Regions from separate parts of the Mus musculus genome. Here all the other regions are linked to region 3. Evidence: chromatin contacts called from public Hi-C data. All regions are on one chromosome and are shown on one strand. The core of a region is the stretch at or near the end of the contact, and the rest is flanking DNA. Distances in the headings are between cores, read along the strand shown.

What was found. A called contact is a pair of places that touch in the nucleus more often than the background predicts.
Region 1: a contact with region 3 is called in a Hi-C map of cerebral cortex, with 4 times the contacts expected there. The contact joins two enhancer-like sites.
Region 2: a Hi-C map of cerebral cortex shows a contact between it and region 3, with 2.8 times the contacts expected there. The contact joins two enhancer-like sites. A contact is called at or near these places in 3 of 484 Hi-C or Micro-C datasets (cerebellar granule neurons, cerebral cortex and forebrain) and 3 of 115 datasets of contacts at active chromatin or transcription factors (embryonic stem cells and epiblast stem cells).

The regions. Positions count from the first base shown.
Region 1 is chr8:8,619,811-8,624,358 of GRCm38.p6, forward strand. It overlaps Efnb2 (ephrin B2), which reads right to left. Exons shown (of 5, transcript NM_010111.6): 3 at 3,338-3,430; 4 at 2,521-2,634; 5 at 1-1,166. The coding sequence ends at 778. Among named protein-coding and RNA genes, the nearest start is that of Efnb2, 39 kb to the right of the region's middle. Within about 2 kb of position 1,536, at least 26 of the 459 cell types and tissues checked have an H3K27ac peak or open chromatin away from gene starts, as enhancers often do. A contact at or near this core is called in cerebral cortex, where this site is marked.
Region 2 is chr8:8,486,575-8,490,972 of GRCm38.p6, forward strand. No RefSeq gene overlaps it. Among named protein-coding and RNA genes, the nearest start is that of Gm31135, 4.0 kb to the left of the region's middle. RefSeq lists an enhancer at 1,480-4,398. Within about 2 kb of position 2,102, at least 143 of the 459 cell types and tissues checked have an H3K27ac peak or open chromatin away from gene starts, as enhancers often do. A contact at or near this core is called in cerebral cortex and forebrain, where this site is marked.
Region 3 is chr8:8,229,316-8,233,892 of GRCm38.p6, forward strand. No RefSeq gene overlaps it. Among named protein-coding and RNA genes, the nearest start is that of Gm31401, 150 kb to the left of the region's middle. Within about 2 kb of position 2,421, at least 23 of the 459 cell types and tissues checked have an H3K27ac peak or open chromatin away from gene starts, as enhancers often do. A contact at or near this core is called in cerebral cortex and forebrain, where this site is marked.

The DNA.
Region 1 (4,548 bases), core at 286-2,785, 390 kb after region 3:
CCACTCACCAGTCAGTCACCTCCCACCTGTCTCTGTCCTCTCAGAAAAACCAAAGCATTATCTATTTCCTTCCTGCATCCCTACTATGCTCCAGGGGCAGCAAGCAGCCTTGACCTGCCGTGGCAGCCAGCACCTCCTCACTCCTCCACACATCTGCGCTTCCCGGCTGACCCGGCCTCCAGGCAAGCAGGGTTCTTCTGTACCTAATACCCATCTAATTTGATCTTGGTGTAAAGGGTGGAGCTGGGACTCTGTGGTGAGTGTCCCGTAATGATGCAGTACGTGGAGTGAGGGGTCTAGGGAGTTTGCTGCAGAGCCCTGGCAAGAGAAGGAGTGAGTGAGTGAGTGAGTGAGTGAGGACTAAACACTAGAGATCTTTGAAAACCTTACTGAACCCGAGGTCCAAGTGATAAGTCCAGTGTGCACGGCAGGAAACGTGGAGGCAGGGGCCGGCCTGGTGCGCAACCTTCTCCTAAGATGCTGCTGCGCCATCCATAGCCTACCGTGTCCTCCCCGGGCTCTGCAGAGGCCTGAGTGGCTGGGTGCATGGCTTGGAGGTCCGCGTGGGGCCGCGGCAGTCCAAGTGGGGATCTCCTAGCAGTCTTCCAGCTTCCGGGGAGGGTCTGTGGTCCCCAGGGTCGGAAAAGCTACAGACTACAAAACTGTCCAGATCCAGGCTCTTCCAGGAGGCATCCTGCCCCCACAGCCAGGCTCAGGCAGTCCCTGCGTGCCCAAGAACAAGGTGCGAGTTCCCTTGGGAGGCGCAGGTCTCAGGCCTCAGACCTTGTAGTAAATGTTGGCAGGACTCTGTGGGGGCATCTCCTGCACGATGTACACCGGGTGCCCATAGTCCCCGCTGACCTTCTCGTAGTGCGGGCAGAAGACGCTGTCTGCAGTCCTTAGTGGTATGATAACGTCACTGGGCTCCGAGCCATTGTTGTTGCCACCTCGCTTGGGCGTGGCCAGTGTGCTGAGAGACAGCGTGGTCGTGTGCTGTGGAGAGTGTTTGCGGTGTCTCCTGCGGTACTTGAGCAGCAGCACCACCAAAGTGATGATGATGACGATGAAGATGATGCATCCTGATGCGATCCCTGCGAATAAGGCCACTTCGGAACCCAGGAGATTGTTCCCGGAATGCCCCGCGCTGTTGCCATCGGTGCTAGAACCTGCACAGGAGCAAGAAGAGCCAGTTACCAGAGTCCTGGGTGTGCCCTGTTTCTTGCAGAAACCCCGAAATGTAATAATTAAGCATGTCCAACGCTCAACCCTCAGAGCGAACTTGACAGACAGGGCAAAGGAGCCTCAAGGTCCAATGCTCATACAATCCCCAACTGCTTCCTTGTCTGTGTCACCGGCAGCAGAATGGCGAGACAGCCAGCAAGCCCTGGGCCGTCCTAGCCTCTGCACTTCCCGGTGATGCACCAGGCTCGGCTGGAAAAAAGGCACACGCAGCTACTCCAGAGCATGGTGCAGCCCTGGCCTGGCCTGCTCTTCCCTCATGCTGGAAACTGGGTGTTATATGTCCGTCTTTAAACGCCCGCCTTCCACAGAAGCCCTGCCTACCAGCAGCGATGCGCCAGAAAGGAAGGAGTGATGGGACCCGGGAAAGGCTTCAACTCGTAACTCGGTTGTATTATTTGATTTACACTTAAAATATATTTGGAAGGCAGCAGACGCTCTGGCACCGAACAGACTGCTAACCCAAATGTTAGCACTAAAGAATTGCCTGGCACCATTATACTATCCATTTATCAATTTGTCACAAGAATTTGACACATCTTGTCATTGAAAGTTGGGGGGGGGGGAACCTTCCTTTCTTGACTCTTGGAAAGAGACAGAATATTACCATAAATCCAAATTCCCATCACCTCTATCCAGCACACAGATCCCTAGTCCAAAAGTGCTGGTGTGTGTGTGTGTGTGTGTGTGTGTGTGTGTGTAGAATCCTCAGCGCACTGACTACTCCTTACAACGACATCAGCACACGGAAGCAGGGCTGTTGAGAAAATGAGCCGATTTTTACAGAGCATGGTGTCCTTTGGTTAGTAAGCCCTATAATATTTTATTTTTTATACACAGAATGTGAAAAACATTAAGAACAGCCACCTGGAAGTTATGACATTAGGCAGCGTTTTCTAAAATTCAGAAAAGGATCGTTTGAGGCTCTTTGTGGATTAGATGTAATTAGACAGGGATTAGGGCACAAATTATATATACATTAAATCGGCTTTGGGATGGTGTCAGCAGTGAGCAGGAGACAGCATCAGCCAATGAAAACCCGTCTGGTGGAGCGTCACTGGTAACTGACACTTCTGGCGAGCTCTGTTACTGTAACTGTAAGACTTTGATGGGAATAAATTAGTCTGTCTTATTGGCCAAGTTAATACCGGCTCACTGAGCGCAGCGCGCAGGCAGCACGGCTGAGGTGAACCCCACCAGTGCAGACGTGCTCTGAGGATTCTCTCAAGGAGCCACACAATGCACCCCACAGACTCACACACATACACCACACCACTGTACCTGGATTTGGCTTCACAAAGGGACTTGTTGTTGAACTTCTCCCATTTGTACCAGCTTCTAGCTCTGGACGTCTTGTTGGACCGTGATTCCTGGCTGATCCAGCAGAACTTGCATCTATATGAAGAACAAGTGATTAATCATGGCACAGACATCTGACTATAGCTAGCTTCAGAGCTGCACACATATCTCAAGAGGCACGAATAGCAACGAACATAAGACTCTTTATGCAAAACACTGTGAAATACAAGAATATAATCTTCCTTTTTAATCAGAACAGTTATCCTAGTTATTTTGGAGGTTTAGATTGGGAGGCCATCTGTGGAAACTATAGGGATTCTTGCATTTGGCAGTCAAAGCATTGCAGATGACATTTCAATTTAACTGAGCAAGTTGATTGACTACTATACCGGTTTCTAATTAGAAGAATAATTCTTTCTTTCTGCACAATAGGTTATTCTACATGGAAACATGGTTCTTTGGTTGTCCAGATTTGAAAATGAAACAAAGCTGCAGAACCACTGTTTACATACTGGAGACTTTGATTTTTCAAAGAGGTGTTCTGCATTGTAAAGAGAAACATGCATATCTGTGGTAACACAGAGACACTCTGTCTTGCTGACCTGAACTTTTAGAGAGATCTCCAATAAGAAATGCTGAGTATTTCACCTTGGGGGACACTCTGCCAGTGGTTCAAAGTGCAGAGAAGGGTCTGCCTTCAAAACTAAAAGGAGGGGTGACAATGAGCGTCACCTGGTGCCACACTAGCTGGGGACACACCAGGTCACAGTGGCTTCACAAAGAAGCAGATGATCTTTACCTTGTCCAACTTTCATGAGGATCTTCATGGCTCTTGTCTGGCACACCCCTCCCTCCTGGTTATCCAGGCCCTCCAAAGACCCATTTGATGTAGCTGATTAAAAATAAAATGGACAAAACAAAAAAATAAAGAAAAATCAGGAAATCAATAGGCAAGATTACATGAACATGAAATGTCTGAAACCAATTTGAAAAATAAGAATTCACTCTTTGTCACAAGTTCTCTGAATGTATGGGATGCTGAAAGCCAAAAAGAAACAGAAACAGAAACAAAGAGAAATGGATCCTGGAAACATTGCTGCACGTATGCTACCTGCTTCTAAATGGGCTTAAACCCTCCCTTTCCCATGCACATCCGATTTAGGATTCCTCGACAGGTAAAAGGGACAGCATCCTCCAAATGCCTACGGACTGAGAGGGGTCCAAAAGCAGAAAGCACAAAGGAGCTAACCCGGTAATTTCAAAACTCGGCAATCATCTCCCAACACCTGCTTCCTCCACTCCAGACTTCCTGCTTCAAGAACAATTAACTTGATGCTCTGCTTGTCAATCGTCCAAGTTCTGCAAACACTGGCAGGGAAGCCTTCTCATACGCCCTTGCTCTTTTCTCCAGCCTGGAATGTACTGAAGGAGCATCCTACAACTCTGGTCTTCTGAGTCTGCCTTCTCACTCTGTAAATGCCAGCAAGCACGTGTTATCAGCAACCCCCATGAGCCTTTTCAGCAAGGCTTTCTGCTGGAGGAAACACTAGCTGGACAGAAGTTAGCACACTCACTTTCCCATCTGGGCCCCATGACAACTCGGCTACAACCAGGTGGGGGAACCACCTTATCCCATATTCGCCAAGTGGATTCTCTTTCCACCTTAACAATGAGGGGCCAGAGGAAAGACATCCCTTCTACCAAGGTGTCTTTCTGTCTTTTAAAGCAGCCATGTTCTATCTCCACACATAGCTGTTTGTCCTTAGGCGGGTAAAATCTCTAAATGGCTTTGAAACTAAAGCTGTAAAGAGATGGGCTGTCAATCCGTGTAATGAGGAGCAGGCTTTCAATTACAGTTCACGTTTGAGTAGGAAGAGAGGGTGGAATGCGCTGGACACTGCTTCCCCTTGAGTTCAAGGGGCAAGGAACAGAAGTGTTTCATATACACGTCTGTAACTTCAATCACCTTCCACTTTGGCTATCAAAGTCCTGTCTACAAACACTACACTC
Region 2 (4,398 bases), core at 852-3,351, 260 kb after region 3:
AAAAAATATGTGGGATAACGCATAATACAAAACAAAGAATCACATTTTAACCTCCATATGGTTCCCTAAGGTGTGAAAATCAAGGCCCAAATTTCAAACACTGTCTAAAAATTCATTTATAGAGGCTTAAATGGTAACAGACTTTTAGGTTTTAAAAAATTCTCATTCTAGGGGGAAGAGGAAAAAAGCCAGCAGCATTTTTCACATACGCCCCTGTTGCCGTGGAACAGAGCCTGCCAGGTAAAATTAATTGTGTCATTGTATTATTTTCTAATTAAAATGGGAACAAACAAGTAAGATAAAAGCCAAAAATAAGTGAGAGAAATCTGGACCGTTAATTGTTTCTGGCTCCAACTAATTTTTAAATGTCTCAGGTTAAGAAACGAGCACACGTTTAATTCTGACAAAACCATATTTCCTAGCCAGACATCAGAGCTCATGGCTGCAATCCCAGAACTCTGGAGGTGGAGACAGGAGGGTTTCCACAACTTGAAGCCAGCCAGCCTGGGCTACTTTGTAGTGGTTTTCAGACCAGCCTGTGACTCTGTGTAAGATCTTGTCTCAAACACACACACACACACACACACACACACACACACACACACACACCACTTTCTCTGCTAGTCACCAAATTAACATTCCAAGCACTGGGAGAAGAATTTGAACCAAATTTTTGGAAGCAGACAGGAAATGCTAATTTTAAAAGCTATTTATTAACATAAACTTTAATCCCAACACTTGGGAGGAGAGGCAGGTGGATCTCTGAGTTCCAGGCTAGCCTGGTCTACAGAGTGAGTTAGTTCCAAGATAGCCAGGGCAATACAGAGAAAAACTCTTGACTTGAAAATGGATCGTCTATTTTAAATAACAGGGGGACTTTTGACCTGTAATGCTGTTTTTGTCAGCTCATTGAATAATTCCTGATTGATTATCCTTTTTTTTTTTTTTTTAATTCCCTGAAGGAGTACTGCTTCCCCCAAGTAGCTGAGACTGGTTTAATAAACACTTGCAGTGTGAATGTGGGTGAGCTTTTCTATTGATGCTTTAACTTCACTTCAGGTTAATCAGCCCACGTCACTAGCGCAAACATACTTGAAACACTAAAATGAGAATGGACCTGACAGGCCCGTGACGTGTACACAATGATTTTACAATTGCTACTTAAAACTAAGTTCCTTTGGTCAGGGTCATACTTTAGATATGTTACCTATATTGTTAGGTTCCACAAAAGAACACAGGGCTCATAGCAACAGGGGCAGAATAAATGTCTCCATGAGATTCCAAGGGCATTAGTCACTTGATAGCTTGTGTGGTGCACAACAAAGCCGGGGCCAGCTAAGTCCTTTCGGATACACAGAAGGAAGGGCTCAGACAAAAGGCTGAGGCTGCCGCCTGATATCCAAGAGCAAATGACAACTCTTAAAACTCTCCCTGCTCTGAACTGCTCAAGAAAATATGAAAGTAATTTTCAAAGAGCATGGCTTGACGCTTCTCTCCTAAAAGAAAATCCTCCCCAGAGTCTCTGATTAAAGAAGGGCGTAATCACTCTTTCTGATTCACTCTGATTTCACCTCAAAGGGGACCCGAGGTTTCTTTATACCAAGTTGACTCTTACTTCAAACCAAAGGCAGAAGAGAGGGAAAAAAAAGTCAAGTCAGTTTGAGCAGCCTCTCCCAAAAAGCTCAGAACGTCAGGTTATTTATAGGTGTTAAACTGAACCTTTAAACACAGAAATTGCCAGCCTCTATCTGACGCAGCGTGTAAGACAAGGACACAGGTCTTGTGCAACTCTGAGGTGGGTTAAATAACTCAGACACAAAATTTATGTGCCTCGTGCCATCACGGCTTCTGACCCAATGCTGTATAGTCTGTAGTGAACGTGAGTGGCGCGCACATGTGTGTGTGTGTGTGTGTGTGTGTGTGTGTGTGTGTGTGAATGAATGTGTGATATGTTGTATGTAAAGAGTCCAAGGCAAGAATCAGTATCCTGTCCTGCCCATAGATGCACAAGCACCCAGCATCCAGAGGGTAAGGTAGTGTGTTCCTTGATGAGCGCTCTGGGAACAAGCCCAGCCTGGAAAGGGTTGAGAGCATAGGGCTGCCAGGCCAGCTCACACTCCCGAGCCAGTGAGCCTGTCCAACTAATCGGCCGGGTTTGTTTGCACAGCTTTGCTGGAGCGTTTGCAGGGATGCACCCCCAGCTCCCCGCAGAGCCTGAGAGAGAGTGGCCAGCCAAGATACCAGCGGGACCAGGATTCACCTGCATGCCCAGATACGGGCAGAAAAAACATAGCACAGTTTGTCCAAACAGCCCTGGGCGCTGCAGGATGGCTGTCCCCGAGGTCTTCCCCCAGCTTTGCTGCCAGGGGACACCAGCCAGGTTTATCTAAGGGCTGAGATACACTCTTTGAAATTCGCAGTCAGGCAGGCCTGCTGTGACCCAGGGAGGGACTTCTAGAGCTCCCCCGGGGAGCCAAGCTCTACCTGGAAACGCTTGGCAGACACATTCAATGAGGTTCCCACAGCCCACAGCCTTAGTCAGCACCTGGTCGGTGGAGTGACTCAGAAATTGGGAGCGAGGAGGGGCTTCAGGTTTTCTGAACCCACTGTCACGTACGTCACGTGATTAACCAAAGCATGAGCCTGCTCAGAACCACAGGCAGGAGCCATCTGCCTTTGTCTTGCCTTTGTTATCTTACAGAACCAGCACGGGGAGGAACAGCCTTTGACTTTCCAGATTCCCCCACCACCATCACCAACCCCCACCTCCAGCAGCAGGCTGGGTGATAACGTTTTTGATTAAGCTCTTGCACACATCAGCAAAGCCTAATTATGAAAGATCTAATAATATATCGCCGTGTTTCTCTGACAACCACGGGCGTCTCCTCTCAGCATCCTCCGAGCTATTGGAAAGGGGAGCAGACACTGACACCTCGCACTAACTGCACAGGGAGAGGGCCAGGCCTAGAACCTTCTGCACAGGACGATTGGGGTCTTTCTGCAACACCCATCTCCTGCAAGGGCAAACTTGGCTATACACAAAAAGGGATTTGTTTGATTTTGTTTTTTAAGTCGGGGGTGTGGGGTGGGGAATTAAGCGTTGTTTGGCAATTAAAATAAGTGGAATGAAGAATCATCTCATTAGCATTCCTCCAGTGGCAAAGGATGTTCAAACCTTGCGACCCTGGCGGTAAGATGCCTCACACTGCCGCTGCTTTATGTATAGCTAAAAATACATTCGGTGACACTTTAACCGGCAAGAGAAAGCACTCCGTTTCTCTATACATATGGAAATAAGCTCTCTCCGGAGACACCTGGAACAATGGCGGCAAAATCTATATCAAAAGAGACGCAGCCTCTGCACAGCTTTCCTTTGTGCCCAGAATGCTTGTGGCAGCCCTGAGTTCATGGATTTCTACCGTGGTGCAATTTAAAACAAATGATGCTTGCTTACCTCCAACCCCCACCTCCCTGCAGGCAGCTTGCCTGCGTGTGCAGGCAGTATACCAGGGGGTCCTTCACAGAGGAATTTGCCACATACACTTGACACTTGATCAAAGCAGGGGCATTTGTCTCCCTGAAACAAAACTGCAAACACCAAAGGCCCTGGCCCCATGATGCTCCTGGGTCTTCCTGCACAGCCTTTGTGACCACGGTTCAATTTTGTCCTCTGACAATCCTTCAAATTACACTTTCCAGGAAAAGAAAATAAAAAATCATGAGTTTTTTTTTTTTTCTGCAGAATTATGAGGGCATCCAGGAGACTAGTCTCATCTACTAAGTTCCAGGACAGTGGCAAAGAGGAGACTCTAGCCTCCCTAGACCTCTGGCTTGTAAGAGAATCCCTACCCGCTTGTCTCCTGTCTCCAATACCACCGGCCTGGTGACTTCTGGGTCCTGAAAACAACAGATTTGGCTACAGCTGGAGGACGTTTTCCCACTCTGGTGTCCAGCTGTGGACGTCATTCTGTGACCACGTAGCCAGGCTCTCTTTCATTTTATGAAGGTCGTGTGTCTTTTCATTTCCTCCCCTGATTCCCAGTCCTGAGGCTGGCTGCGTGGGCTGGTGGCAAAGGCCTTGCCTAGCAAGAACAAGGCCTGGCTTCCATCCTCAATATGGAGAAAGGGAAGAGGGAGGAGAGAGTCCTAGTGCAGCTCTTACATTTGATGTTACTTTCTCTGTCCTGTCTCCATCATGCCGCTCTTCTTTCCTCCCCTACTTTTTCTCCAGTTGGACAAACAGCTGAAGTTCCCTGTACGTTATCATTATCAGGCCAGAGCTGCACTTGGTAAGCTTGGGCTTCTCCATTTCCCCCTGATAGATTAACAGTGTCTAGCCCAGAAACCATCTTTAAATTCCTGACAAGTTCCCAAGGCGAATGTGGAGTCTTGTTTTCC
Region 3 (4,577 bases), core at 1,171-3,670:
ACATGTGTTACCATTAAAGACATCTTTATGAAATTCCCTTAGTCAGAGAAATGACTAAATCAGCAAAGGCAGTTGCCACGAGACTGACTTCCTAAGTTAAATCTCTGGGACCCATAGAATGGAAGGAGAGAACAAACTCCCAAAAGTTTTGCTCTAATCTCCACATGAGCACCATGTCAGGTGCACTTCACATGCACACACAAACACACACGTACACAGGTGCGTGCACACACATACATGCACATGTATATACATACAACAAATAAATTAAAATGTACTTAAATTTTAAATGCTCTGTATCACATATAAACAGCACACCATAAAAGAAGGGTTTTCACTGATATTTCATATACTAGTCACTCCTTCTTTCCATATCCTGGGGTTTGGGAAAGTTATACAAGCAAGAGAAACAAAAAGAAAAACTAACACATTTAGAGTTAGGTAGCCTGACAGGATTCTCTCTGATAACTATGACCATTTTCCTAACAAAGTACAGTTGATTCTTTTTTTTTTTTTTTTTTGGCCTGGCACAGGGGGCCAGGGAACTGTCCCAGATTTGTAATGACAGCCTGAACAACACTAGCATAACAAAGACACAGAGCATCACTCTCTCTAGACTTATGCCATTTTGCTAATTTTTTTAATGTATGTTCTTCTTTTGTTCCATTTTACAAAGAACATAAAACTTTGAAAAACACTCACTTGTCACACACTGCCACGAGGCAAGGATTTTCCTGTCTGTGGAAAGAACAGACACACAGCTGACAATAGCACAAGCTAACTGGGAAGGGGTGTGAGGGACCACTGACATGAACAACTCTCAGAAAGGAAGTGTCTTAGGGTTTCTATTCCTGCACAAACAGCATGACCAAGAAACAAGTTGGGGAGGAAAGGGTTTATTCGGCTTACACTTCCATGCTGCTGTTCATCACCAAGGAAGTCAGCACTGGAACTCAAGCAGGTTAGGAAGCAGGAGCTGATGCAGAGGCCATGGAGGGATGTTCTTTACTGGCTTGCCTCTCCTGGCTTGCTCAGCCTGCTCTCTTATAGAACCCAAGACTACCAGCCCAGAGATGGTCCCACCCACAAGGGGCCTTTCCCCCTTGATCACTAATTGAGAAAATGCCTTAGAGTTGGATCTCATAGAGGCATTTCCTCAACTGAAGCTCCTTTCTCTGTGATAACCCCAGCTGTGTCAAGTTGACACAAAACTAGCCAGTACAGGAAGGGTAGCCATCCTCTACCATACTGCATGGAGACCTTCCATGTGAAAGGAAATGGAAAGACCTGGTGAGTCTGGAATGAGATGACTGGTCCACCTTACAATGACAGAGCTAAAGCAAGAGGTCCAGGAAATCAGTAGAGACTTGGGATCTAGAGATCTTGACTTAAAACTACAAGTCTGAATTGATCAACTGGACAATGATGGGCCTCATGTAGGAGATGGATAGAAACAGCACAGGTCTAGTTTCTGGGATGAAGCAAGGATGGCTTTCTCAGCAGGGGCTACACGGAAGGGAGGACAAGTCTAGGAACTGGAGGTTTTGTCCCTTCCTCCTGTCTCATGTTCTTGGTTCCAACACCACTGGTATCCATGTAGGCTTTTGGAGAGCATCGTATTAATCCTTGTCATAAACACAAGTTAAAACATGTTCCTCTCTTCCCTGTGGCGGTTACATGGTACTTTAACTCTTCCTTGCATATTTTTCATTTTTCATTTTCTCAGGGGTTCCCTATGACCCCTGCTACATTCCCTTGTTCATGTCTTCTTAGAACCACAGGCCCTTTCTGGAAGCAGCCTCAGCATTTCACACTTGGAGTTAGAATAAGATTTACAAGAATAGGACTGTGTGTGCTTTCAGTTTTACGCTTTGTACACAACACATAACTATAGAAGTATTCAATACGCTTTTGAGTAAACAGTGAGTGGATGAGTGGAAGGGGGTGAACATCAAGGAAAACTCATCTCTTATTAATGTGAGTTTGGCTTTGCCACTTAGGAAAACTTTCCCCCTGCTCAGCTTCCTCTACCAGTAATAGACCAAGGAGCAGTGGCCCTTTCCTGCCCTAGAGGAAGCTTGGCTGAGGGACAAAAGACGCGGGGAGCTGTCACTGGTTGCTGTCTTTGCTACCCAGAATGAATTGTGCCAGCATCAGGATGCCAGCTCTGATTAAATTCTTTTGATTCTGGGCTTCCCTCTGACAGAGATGAGGAAAGGGTGTTGGTTCATCCCACCACTGCAGAAAGGGAAAATAAACACAGTTTTCATTTATTAGAGACCAGTATAAGAAGCAGCCCTTCAGAACTCTCTGACATGGCCTCATTACAACATAACAACGTGTTGAGAAAGAGCCCATCACTCTTTCCTACTTCATTTGGCTCCCACCATGACCACACAGCTTTTCAAAAACCCCAGCGCTGTGTTTTCCAAAATCCACTTGGAACTCCATCACAGCCTCCCCTTCCCTCTCAGCAGCTCCAACCCTCAGCTTGAGAATTAAGGCATGAAACACATGGAAATACAATGTTCCAATCCATCTAATTAATGCATTAAGTCCCTCATTTACATAGTACAAATTTCCCTTTATGCTTTCAGTTGCTTGGCAATCGCTTGCCTCAAGAAAATATATTAGCAGCTAAAACGCTGCTTAACAATAAGAGAAATAACAAAGACATCAGCCATCTTTCAGGAAAGCATATTTCAGAAAGGAAAGGAAAGATCCATCATGGGAAGGGGCTTCAAATCTTTAAGGAGCTCAGGAACCAGTTTTAGAAATTGATGTGAGAAAGTGAGTAACGTGGCGTTCCTTATTCTGGCAGGCAGGAGGGACGTCGTTTAAGGTCTGTGGAGCAGATGCTGCCCTCAGATCTGCATAGCCGTTCCTCAAATATGCCTGCCCGATGAAGGCCATGCGGAGGGAAGCCAGGAGGTCAGTCAGCGTGCTTCCAGCATTAGTCCTAGGAAGGGTCTCACTGTCCCTCAAACCTGAGTACTCCAAAACCAAGGTAGACGGTGAACCAAATCGGTAACCAGAAAAAGTGCTATCAAGCCATACTGCATCACTGTAAATAGACAGATGGAGGGACAACTTTGATCCTAAATTAATCCCAGCTTGTGCCAGTGCACCACACACTCCTCCATTGCTGGGGAAGCCCCAGCTAAGTGGAGGCAAAACTACAGCCGTTAATATCTCTCCATGGGACTCTGCTTCCTCGGGATGAATCGAAAGGATGTACCAGAAGTACCCAGTCCAGGCAGAAGGGCAGTGTGAAGTTTCTGATTTGGAAATATAAGAAAACTTGTGAGGACCAAGCAGCAATTCCATCCTAACTCCTGAGAAGGCAAGTGAGTTCCTGCCAGGCTCAGAAAAATATATATATAGAAAGGGCATTTCAATTCCAGGCTGTAAAATGTTTCCTGAACACCTTGGAGTGCCACCTCAGCGGATCACTCACCCTCGTTCATGGCATCCCAGATCAAAATACATTTCAACAGTCTCTCTGCCAAACGATAATGTTCTCTGCACTGTCTAACAGTTGTGTGTAACACATCAAAATATCAAGAAAGGGCTTTAGATATAAAGTCCCTTTTCCAAGAGGAAGACAGGGGTATATGACCAAAATGCCTTACATATGCTCGCACGATTATCAATAAACAGATGATTTTCAGAAATTCATTTTGCTATTTATTAAATACTGAGAAACCTGAATGTTAACCACCACTTTTTTTTTTGAGATGAATTCACAATATTGAAACCATGACTTGATGAAGATCTCATGACATGACGGGCCGAGCATGATGGCTCAGCCTACAACCTCCACATTCACCAGAATGAAGCAGGAGAAGTCAGGACAGAATAAAATCAACCCAAGCTACAGAGTGGGGGTACAGGCTATAGGCTAGACACACACACACACACACACACACACACACAACACAACACCAAAACAAGAAATTCATAAAGTCAAAGTATATCCATATTCTCTCAATTCCAAACCGAAGCTCCAGAGGAGGAATACATTAGCACATCATATCAAATCATACTAAATGTAAACCACTTATCCTTGTGGGAGGAGATCAGATGCACAGTGTATAAAAGCCGTGCACAGCGGCCTGCTTTCCGACTGCATCTCTGTATTGGAATGGACATTTTCTCAGAATGTTACTCTTTAGCAATTGCTATATTTACAACTCCTGATAAAAATTAAAAACAAACAAGTGAATCTGAGACAGGAAAGTAAAAGAAGCTATGATGTCTCAATTGGTATATATATATATAATGCCAGGCCAAAATAAACAATTGTAACAAACTGGAAGAAATATCCATAGCCAGTTCCTGATTTGTTACCCCAGTTAGAAGATATCTCCTTCGAAGCCAATGTTCTGAGGCACTTTATAAATAGCCCTTTTTCTTCATGGGCTGGGTAGCATCTGCTGTCTAAGATGGCCTGGTTTTTTGGGACTGCTGTGAGGGACAGCTTCCAACTTCTAAACCCAGGCAGCAAGCTGTGTGAGGACATGTTTCCCAGGGAGGTTGACAGGTTGTGGTGGAAAGTTCCCAGGCGCTAATTTCAG